Regions from separate parts of the Mus musculus genome. Here region 2 is linked to region 1. A link is a contact called in public Hi-C data. All regions are on one chromosome and are shown on one strand. Each heading gives the region's core, a stretch centred on a gene start, on an enhancer-like site or on the middle of the called end of the contact. The rest is flanking DNA. Distances are from core to core; before and after follow the strand shown.

The links. Hi-C and Micro-C count contacts between places; a contact is called where the count stands out from the background.
Region 2: a contact with region 1 is called in a Hi-C map of embryonic limb bud, with 1.6 times the contacts expected there. The contact joins two enhancer-like sites. A contact is called at or near these places in 2 of 484 Hi-C or Micro-C datasets (embryonic limb bud and reprogramming fibroblasts) and 2 of 115 datasets of contacts at active chromatin or transcription factors (both in embryonic stem cells).

Annotation. Positions count from the first base shown.
Region 1 is chr6:101,277,771-101,282,956 of GRCm38.p6, reverse strand. All of the region lies in intron 3 of Pdzrn3 (PDZ domain containing RING finger 3), which reads left to right. All of the region lies in intron 1 of Gm33934 (predicted gene, 33934), which reads right to left. Among named protein-coding and RNA genes, the nearest start is that of Gm33934, 8.4 kb to the right of the region's middle. Within about 2 kb of position 2,011, at least 19 of the 459 cell types and tissues checked have an H3K27ac peak or open chromatin away from gene starts, as enhancers often do. A contact at or near this core is called in embryonic limb bud, where this site is marked.
Region 2 is chr6:101,429,955-101,435,140 of GRCm38.p6, reverse strand. No RefSeq gene overlaps it. Among named protein-coding and RNA genes, the nearest start is that of Pdzrn3, 55 kb to the right of the region's middle. Within about 2 kb of position 2,015, at least 9 of the 459 cell types and tissues checked have an H3K27ac peak or open chromatin away from gene starts, as enhancers often do. A contact at or near this core is called in embryonic limb bud, where this site is marked.

The DNA of each region.
Region 1 (5,186 bases), core at 762-3,261:
TATTCATAATCTGTCTAAAAAGGAATCCTCAGCTGCCTGGCGGATTTAGTGTGTTCTCCATTTTATTACATATGTTCAAATTTATAAACATGAAAGAGAGCCAGCCTTTTCAGTGCCCACAACAGGCCCCATTTCTCAAACCCCCTTTCCACTCCCAAATGTGGGAAAACAGAAGGAAGGAGTTTGTTTGAAGTCGTGCCTCCAAATATCCCCTTAGTAGTCTTTTATGAGGCTTGCTTCTTTCAAACCTGACATGCATTCATAAAACACAATGTTTTTCTGCCTTTATATACTTAAAGTCAAAACATAGAAGGGGCTCGAGATTTTGCACAAAGAAGCCCTCGAAAGAACCCTGATGTTACAGATGCTGATCCACGCTGTTCTGAGCAGCATCATGCATGCTAATTTATTTTGCTGTTTGTAACGAAACAGTCAGACCACCAAAAAGCTTTCTGATTCATCTGAGCCATAACTTTAGATTGTCATGTAGAAGGCTCTCTCTCTCTCTCTCTCTCTCTCTCTCTCTCTCTCTGTATGTGTGTGTGTGTGTGTCTGTGTGTGTATACATGCAAACTTACATATACAGGTTCATATGTGACACTTGTATACATATGGAGTCTAAATAACATCCATGGGTGTCCTCCATTAGACTCTATTCTCCTTGGTTTTTATCCTATCACTAGGCCCTGGAGCTTTCTGATTTGGCTCCACTCACTAACCAGAGTTCCAGGGCTCCCCCTGTCTCTACCTCTCCTGCCCTAGGGTTACCAGCATGGCTACCATGCCCTTCACTTTGCTTTGTTTTGATTCTGGTTTTCCATGGATTCGAGGGATCAGATGCAAGTTGTGCGTGAAAAGCACTCTATCAACAGAAGGGTCTCCGCAGCCTGAGGCATTATTTTTTAAACTTTTAGAAAGAATACTACCTATATCCTTAAAGAAACAACTCTGAACTGTCTGTGGTGCATTTTGCATCCTGAGACACACTGGCTGTTTTCCCAAAATGCACAGTAGGATTATGTCCCCTTTTAATTTGCATGCCTGGTTAACAATGCCACCAATCTCCGCTATTCCTTTATAAATGGAAATTAATTAAACAGGAAGCTTGCCAGTGTAAACATATCCTTCTAAATATAGATTTCTGCTCTGTAACCCCGTCTGGGGGGGGGGGGCTTTTATTAGAAATGGCTGATCTCACATCAAAGCATCACTGGGAAGCCCGCTTCTCTCTCATTTGAATACAGACCTTTTCTGAGCCTGGAGGATGCACCTGGCTACAAACTCTCTGCAAGGCTCACTACAGTGAGTGGCTACAGGGGTCAGAGCTGTCCCAATGGCCATAGCTTTTTCTAAGCTCTATGGATTGTAAGGGGCTAATTTGTTTATCAAAGGTAATTCAAACTCTCTTTGTAATTTCCTACAGGGCTGAAGGTACTTAGAATTATTATAGTTTTTAAACATCTGTTTTTAAAAAATTCTTTTGGGGAAAGGAATTATGTATTGGCTACATAGACGATTTTTTTCTCTCTAAGTTCTGTCAGCTAGACTTTCAGCCTCCACTCTTCTTTGATACACCTATGAGTTTAACTATGTTAAGAGGATGGTCACGTCTATCGTGTCCCGTTTTCCTTTTTGCAAGATGATATAGTAAAGTAAAACCCAGACCTTCGAGTCCGAAAGTTTCCCATACACCCAGAACACAAGTGTCTGATGACAGGCGCAGTCTCCAAGAAGAGCAAGCAAGCCCTCTGTATTTGCGAATGAGAATTCCTTCACGGTATTGAACTTCCCTCCATCTCCAAATTGTAAATTTGGGAAATTGGCTCCCAGACTCCCCAACTCCTTTTACAAGCACGCTCTGGACCCTTTCCCAGGTCTCAGCGAATGCACCCCCCCATTCATTTCCTGCTGCTTTCCCAAAAGCTTTCTGCTTCCTTTCTGCCAGTTGAATCTGTTTGCTCCTAAATGGAAACAGCTTCCAGAAAGCACTCACCAGCAGTACTGAATGAGGGGGGGATTTGTGTCGCCTGCTGCGCTGTACTGGGGCCGAGGTCTGTTTGAAGGCTCTCATCTCTACGCTAGATCACCATACTGCACTCTGGACCTTTCACCAGCTGCTCCGTTTCTGCACTCCTAGCTTTCAGTTATTTGAAGTGCTCTGATCCATTTTCTTCCATCCCATTTCCCATGCTCCTTGGGGAAAAAAACGTGGGCTTTTTCTCCTGGCAAGGAATCACCACATATTTTATTTGCTACTTGATGCTTTTTATGTGTGAGTGTGCATTATGCCTATATATGAATACATATATGGATATATGAACATGTGTGAGCAGATGTTGTTATTGATAACTTTTAAAATAGCTTCATCTGTTTTTTGTTTGTTTGTTTGTTTGTTTTTGTTTTGTTTTTGTATAAAGCTCTTTGGGAATACCCTATCATGTCCCCTCTAAATAATAAGAATTCCTTCTCATCAGCTATCTCTACCTTTATTTTCTTGTCATATCTCATTAGCTAGGACATTGTGTGCTTTCCTGAGACCTACCTTTCATTTAGACGCATACCACTGAGGGTGTGAGTGAATTCATAGTTAACACTTGGGTCCCAAAGTAGCATGCTTCAAGTTATATCATTAACTATAAAAGCTGTGGCCTTACAGAAGTAATTCATCTCCGATGCAAATTCCAAAGAGCCTATCTTCCTTAGGTGGGTATCACCCTCCACAGACAGTGACAGCGTTCTGAGATGACAGTCAGTACATTTCTACAATACAGATACTTGCTCGATGCCGGATACCACATTAAGAGGTAAAGTTTCCGAGTAAAGCACCAGGCATTTGGTTTGAGATACTGTGTTGTGCCTCTGTGCTGACTGTGTGGGGGAGTACGGTATGGACATGACGCAGCCACAAATTTCTGTTCCCCTAGTTTTTACTAAGGAAGGGCTAACATCACCACCACCACTACCACCACCATCACCAAGTAACTCTATCCTGAGAAGGGAAAAATCTGTCCATCCAGTTGCAAGACTAAATGTAAAACTAGACAAAGAACCTGAATGAATAACAGGTCTCAGAAAACAAAAGAGGTCAGATTTCACCGAACTGTTTAATTCTCAAACTCTCTGAAAACTGGCCCTCCTGCAAAGTCCATTTTGTTGCTGCAGAGACTGAGGCTGAGGGGATAGAGAACGTTTTGGGCCTGGTTACAGGGTAGTGAGAAATCTGAGCCTTCCTGAATGTGCATTTAACTGTAGAACATGCTGGCATATCACTGTGGTGAGTTTAAAAGCCTCGCATTGATGTAGCAGTAATCGGAGTGTTTAAAGTTAAATCTAAACTGACTCTCCATCAGAGCGGGTGGCTGGGTGCATACCTCGTGAGTGCCTTGTTTGCTAGTCCTCTAGGCTGGCGATCAGTGTTTTCAGAAGGTCAGAGAGTGGACATTTCGGGTCGGGAGCTATTACTAGACTGTCACAGTTTCTTGGCTCTCCCAGCGAAGGAAAAAAAAAAGAGCCTTTGACAAAACTAAAAACAAGTGGGTGTGGCTGTGTTCCAATCAAAACTTTATTTCTGGAAAACAGAAATTTGAATTTCATAGACTTTCATACATCACAAAGTAGGATCATTTTGGTCACTTAAAAGCTCACAAGCCTCATTAAAAAAAAACCAAAATGGCCAGAAGGCCAGGTTTGACTCTTTAACCATAGATCTTAGTCCCTGCCCTCTGTGTATAAGTCTTAAATCTTAGAATGAATGTAGAGATGTGTATTTAGCCAATTCTTCAAGCTGCCCTTACTGGGGGGGGGGGGGGACATTTATTTTCCAAACCTGGGAGAGGCTTCTCCTGAATGGCAGCCCCAGCTAGAGAGTCGGGTTGGTTAATATCATCTTTGTCCTTAGCAGGTCTGATGAGGCGGCATAGGAGTAGCAGGATAGATTACTAGATGGTGTCCCCACAGCCTGGGAGATGTGTCAGTCTCACTAGGATCTGCGCCTCTCCCCGCTAGCGTCTTGCACAGGACTGAATATGTTTTGTAGAGATTGGTTTGTTTTTAGGTCATAGGGTGGAGGTCTTGATTCTGCTCTGCTGTGCTGGAGGCAACTCAGAGACCACAAAGCAGCGAGTGAGCCCAGCATCTTTTTCATCTGGCGCCATCTGACCACGCACCCCTCCCAAGTGCACATTTTGATCCTTGGAAGCTTGGCAAAGCTTTGGTCAGCTGATCTCTGCTTCTTAGAAATAAGAATTATTAGGCATGGGGAGTGGGGGAAGGACAGTCCGGGCTCTGGCTCTAAACTTGTTCAGAAGGCAAAAGTCTCATCCTTGGCTGAACAAGGCTAGAAGGAGGCGCAGCCGAGGTAGAGTCTACTCAGGAAGAAAATACGTTGACAGTGGGTCCCTGGAGCCTTCTCCCCTTGAGATGTGAGAAGTTCTCAATTCTTTCCTGCCAAGATCCCTCGTTTGATTCCCACAGCATCTCTAACTGGCTGCTGTCCCTTGAGGACACGCCTAGACTCAGGCTTTCTGCCAAAGCTGGAAGTATCACCACTTTGTGAAAATAGTCCCATGTCTTGCTACCCGTGCGAGGTGTGGGGCTGTACCTGGAACGCACTGAGCCTATGTCTAACGAAGAAGCAGAGCATGCTCAGGCCCCTTTTGATGTTTCCTCATCGTGGTCCCAAAAGTCAACACACCTCCCCATTCAGTACATATCCCTTTAAGATTCTGCTCTGCATTTCCCAGCAGGAAGCACCCCTTTGCTGGTTTCTCCTTCTCTTCCCAAGCATGGCCTTGTGCCCAAGCCCCCTTTTACAGCTTGCTGTGTTTCATTCAGGACTGTGGTTGCTTTCCTTACCATGGTAGTGCATGTCTATCTGCCTGAATGCTGATGCTACTCCTGTCTGTTCCTCTTTCTTTCCCATTTTCTGCCCAGAACTCCATCTCCAGTCCCCTGGCTGACCAGAGAGAATCCTGCAGAATAGGACGGAGGGAGGGAGGGAGGGAGGGAGAGAGGGAGGGGAGGGAGGGAGGGAGGGAGGGAGAGACAGAGAGACAGAGAGACAGAGAGACAGAGAGAGACAGAGAGAAAGAGAGACAGAGAGAGAGAGAGACAGAGAGAGAGAGAGAGGAAAATGAGGTTGGGATAGCTGCTCTCAGTGTTTCCCTGCCAAAATGCTTTTAGGATAA
Region 2 (5,186 bases), core at 766-3,265, 150 kb before region 1:
GCACACAAATCAATTACTCTCCTATATCCAAATAACAAATGGATGAAGAAAGAAATCAGAGAGACAATACCTTTTAGCATAGCATCAAATAATGTAGAACATCGTGGGGTAGCACTAACCAATCAAGTGAAAAGTGGTTTTGATTAAAAACTTCAAGCCTTTGAAGAGAAAAATTGAAGAAGGTATCAGAAAATGGCAAGGTCTTCCATGCAAATGGATCAGTAGGATTGCTATAGTAAAAGTGCCTACCAAAAACAATCTACAGATTCAATGCACTTTCCATCAAAATTCCAAAGCAATTCTTCACAGGACAGTTTTCAGTTTCATGTGGAAACACACACATACACATATTCACACACACACACAGGAGAATAGCTTTTAAAAATTCTGAATAATGAAAGAACTGCTGAAGGTGTCACCATACCTGGCCTCAAACTGTACTACAGAGCAATAGTAATAAAATCTGCATGATATTAGCACAAAACAGACATGTTGATCAATGGAATTGACTTAAAGACTCAGACTTAAATTTATACACATAAGACTGATTTTTGATAATAGAGTCAGGAATATACCCTGAAAAAATGACAGCATCTCCAACAAATGGTGCTGGTCAAACTGAATGCCTGCTTGTAGAAAACTATAGTTCTATACTTATCACCCCACACAAAACTCAACTCCAAAAGAATCAAGGACTTCAACATAAAACCAGATACACTGAATCTGGCATAAGATAAAGCAGGGAATACTCCTGAACTCGTTTCTGAACACAAGCAAGACTCAAACCAAGCTGCCTGAACTCAGACCCCCACATGCTTGACCTGTGTTCTATGGCCCTAAACCTCCTAAGGTAACAAGAAAATGACAGGAATTTACACTTTCCTCCCACCTCACTGCTTCCATGCCAAGGTGGAGTGCCAGTAGATTGCTTCTAGAACCCCTTCCGTGGTGCCAATTATAAAACTCAATGCAACACACAGGCCCCCACCCCACCCCCTGCCACTACCTCCATCAAACTGTTTTTCTAACACAGTTCTGTTTCTCTTCGCCCCGCCTTCCAAGGCATTTATCTCCATTCCAGCTCGGCTCAGATAAAGGCGGGTCATCCATAATTTGTCTTGCTCTGGATTCTGCAGAGGAGGCAAAGAGACAGAGATAAATGCATGACCCCCAGTTCATTTTTCTAACAACAGTATCTTGTCTTGACACAAGCAGGCCTGGAACTAGTCACCACGTTCAAGGAAAAATAGAAATAAGGTGGGGGCCGGGTCGATGGGGAGGACAGGAAGAGGCAGAAGAAAGGGGACCTTTCTCTGAAACTTCCTAAGGTGATAAAAGCACTCACCTCAGAAAGCAACAGAAGAGCAACACCCAAGAAAGTGTGGGTCCCTGAGGATGCCTGGTTGTTACTGTTTTATCTCTAAGTTCAGACTTAAAAAACAAAAACAAAAACAAACAAACAAACAAACAAAAACTTGAGAAAGTTAGACTCCAGAGAAGAATTAAGGTAATTAAACAGCTTTGATGTTATGGAAAAAATATATATATGTATGTATGTAGGTCAGATGTCACTTGCTACTTTATAGCAGCTGTGTGATTGCAAAAATTCTTTTAAGAACAGAGGAATATTTTGGGGACATGAGAGTAGAATCAAGTTCTTCTGGGAAAATATTCCCAACAGTCTCCAAGTCATCTTCTGTGCTGGGAAACAAACAGATATTTTAAGAGAAAATTGGACTTTCTGAGTGTTGCTCCAGACCGAAGCTCACATACAACTCTATGAACTCAGTGCCATTCGACAGGTTTTTCTTTTGACATTTTTCTGGTTTTTAGCGTGATAGAGCAAAAGCCTCACTTTCTCCTCCTAGGTAACAGAGCTGAGGAGAGCATTTTGAGGCATGATGTTCTATAAATGGCCCTGAATTTATGGCTGCATTAAAAACTATATTAGGCAATCCAAAAGCCTGCTTGTTTCTTCAGAGTCTATAAATTAGGCAGTCGTGCCCCGTAAACAGCAAACGAACAGCCACAGGATCACTCTGGGACAAGACGCGGACACAGACTCTGCAGAACATTTCACGTCTCCTCGCTTGCAGGCATTTTTAAATAAATCACCAGTAGAATGAAGTCCAGGCCCCCTTCTTTAAAAGGCACCCAGCAGGCAAATGGACTCTCGTGTCACATTCCAACCAGTTAACAAGGATGACTAAGGAGGCCCATATGGTAAAGCAAGTTTATCATGTAACTAACATCACCCCCAAGATATAACTGAGATTCCATCAGAGATCTTGGTGTGCAGGACATGAAGCAGCCTTGTAGGCCACTAACAAAAATGAGTGTGGTTCCTTCTGTCATTATTTCTCATGGACATTGTCCAAGGCCTGGCCATGATATTAAACTCAATGCCTCAATTCTTCATGCTTGTCTGATAGTCCTGCAAGTGTTGGTAAATAGGGAAACTGAGGCTTGGAGTTGAATCCTGAAGCTACCTCTGTGCTAGGAAAAGAGCTGAGTCTGTCTGTTCCCCAAGGCAAGCCATCACTTAGCCTATAATCTGTTTTTTTTTTTTCTAGACAAGTCGTGATCCTGTCATTCCTGCGCATGTGATAAGAGACCTTGGGTCAGATTCTGTGCATTTGATCATTCACTAGAAGTTCATGTTAGCCAAACCAAAGCAAGACCACTGACCTCATAACAGGGAGTAGAGGGAGGACTCCTCACCTTCACTGAATGAATTCTGTGTGCCAGGCACTGGGGTAGGCAGTAGGAGGAGAGCTTTGACTGATCTTTATCATACTGCCCAGGCTAAACTCCTACAGCCCCTAGGTTTTGTTGTTGTTTATTCTTTTAACTAGCATATAAAATATTTCATTATGATATTTTCATAAAATGTCTGTTTTAGTGGATTCCTCCATATCCCTTGCCTCTCCCTTCCCCTTCCCTCACCCTCTCGTCCCCTCCTTCCCCCTAGTATTCCCTCTCCAATTTCATGTCATATGGATTCTCTTGCTCTCTTTTCAAAATTACTTGTCTGTCCTTTCCTTAAGATGTGTTTTTCAGAGGCTGGGAAGAGCACCCAATGGGTTAACTGCTTGGTGCATACGTGGGAGAACCTGAACTCAGATCCCTAGCACCCAAGTAAGTCTGGGTATGGAGGCAGCCATCTGTAATTTCAGTATTTGCGGGACAGAGACAGGAAGATCTCTGGGGTTTATTGACAAGTCAATCTAGTTCCAGTTTCAGCAGACACAGTGTTGTGTTTTATTAAAAAGAAGAGGAAGCCAGGATTATGTTTGGTGGAGGTGTGGTATGGTGCCGGGGAAGGAGGTGACTCTGTGGGCCCATGCTGAGGCATCCCTTCCCCCAGAGGTACCAGCCACACAAAGGTACACTATAGAATAGAGTTTATTTAGGGCATGGGGAGGGGAGTTGAAGGGGTAGTAGAGACAAGGCAGAGGTGGGGGGGGGGTGGAGAAGAAGAGGGAGAGGGAGACAGAGAGAGAAGAGTAGTGTCTGGTCATGGACATACAGAGCAAGATGGGGAAAGGAGAATGGGGAAAGAAGGAACAGAGATGGAAGAATGTAAGAGAGCAAGAGAGAGAGGAGGTGGCAAGCAGTCCCTTTTAGAGTGAGTCAGGCATACCTGGCTGTTGTTGCCAGGTAACTGTGGACAGAGCCTAGAAGGAATGCTAACACACAATGTCTTAAAAAGCAAGGCAGGGAGGGTCTCATATACACATGCATGTGGGCCCACTCATGTGTGCACATGTGCACACACACACACACACACACACACACACACACACCATCTGGGTATGATAGAATGTACTTTCACACTTGCATTCCCGATGCTGGAGAGATACCTCCTGGCAGCCAAGTACCCAAGGAAAGTAGCAAGGATAAGACATCAAGTGATTGGAGCCAAAAGCTGATGGTTTCTGGCAATTTTACTCTTTCTCTCTCTCTGGGGCTAGAGGCTGATGGCAGGTCAGGAAGTAGAGAGAGGACCTGGGTTCACTAAGCAACCAACCTAGCTTCCTTGGTGAGTTCCTTAGCAGTGAGAGAACCTGTCTCAAAAACAAAACATTCTGACCAAGGTGGGCAACTCTAAAGGACAACACCCTGGCGTATATGCATACCTTACACACGTGTGTGTGTGTGTGTGTGTGTGTGTGTGTGTGTGTGTGTGTGTGTGTGTTTAGAAGAAATCCAACAGTGAGGGATGAGGACCTGAGGAATCACATAACCGAGCAAGGGACAGAACTGGGGTTAGAAACTACCTCAGGATGCCTTTGAGACACACTCCCTGTGGATACCACAGCTACAAATGTGACAGGGTAAGATGCCTAAGCGTGACTCTGTCTATCCCCAAGTCCCCAAATCCTCCTATAATCCAAGTATGTGGAGTGTTATGTGTGTGGTACTATGGAACTGAGGAGTCCTGATTGTTTGGACAAACTTTTGCCTTGCTGATCAGCCATTTCCACTCCTTGCCAACTAGAAGTAGAGCTTTCTGATCTACAACATTACTTATGTTTGCTCTTTTTTCTTAAATTTCATCATCCAGGTGTTGTCAACCTTGTTGTTTGGTGCTAAATACTAAGGTGGAAATGGTCCCCTTCCCCCCTTTTTGTCTTGCTCTGAGAAATATCTCTTCCTTCTACCTCCCCTTCACTCCTTACTTACTTCCAACAGGTAACATTTTTGCAATAACTCTGAACTACAATTTAATCTCTTCTCAAAACACCAAAGAGGACCCTGTGAGTTTGTAAGAAAGGAACACACACAATTGGGAGTGAACAGTGTTGGGGCAAAGGGTAGGAGCTGGACCAAACTATATGCATGTATGAGATTCTAAAGCTGAAAAAAAATAAACAAACAAATAAAAAAAAACCCTAAGGAACAATTTCCACAATTTCATTTAAGTCTTGGATTAGCCTCACAGAAAGTGAATCCTTTCACTCTATGCTGCAGGGGACAGGAAATGCCCCTTCTTGCTTATGCCAACTTGATCTGAGATTTGTGGTTTATAAACAACATGGTCCCAAACTTTCCCAGTGCACAATTTCAACTGAGAGGTTGAAATTATTCCTTATTTCAGCCCCTCCCATCTCCCAATGTCCTTTATAGCAGTTCCAGGCAGTTGGCACAAGAGTGAACATCTTTCATAAGAGGCAATCTTGTTT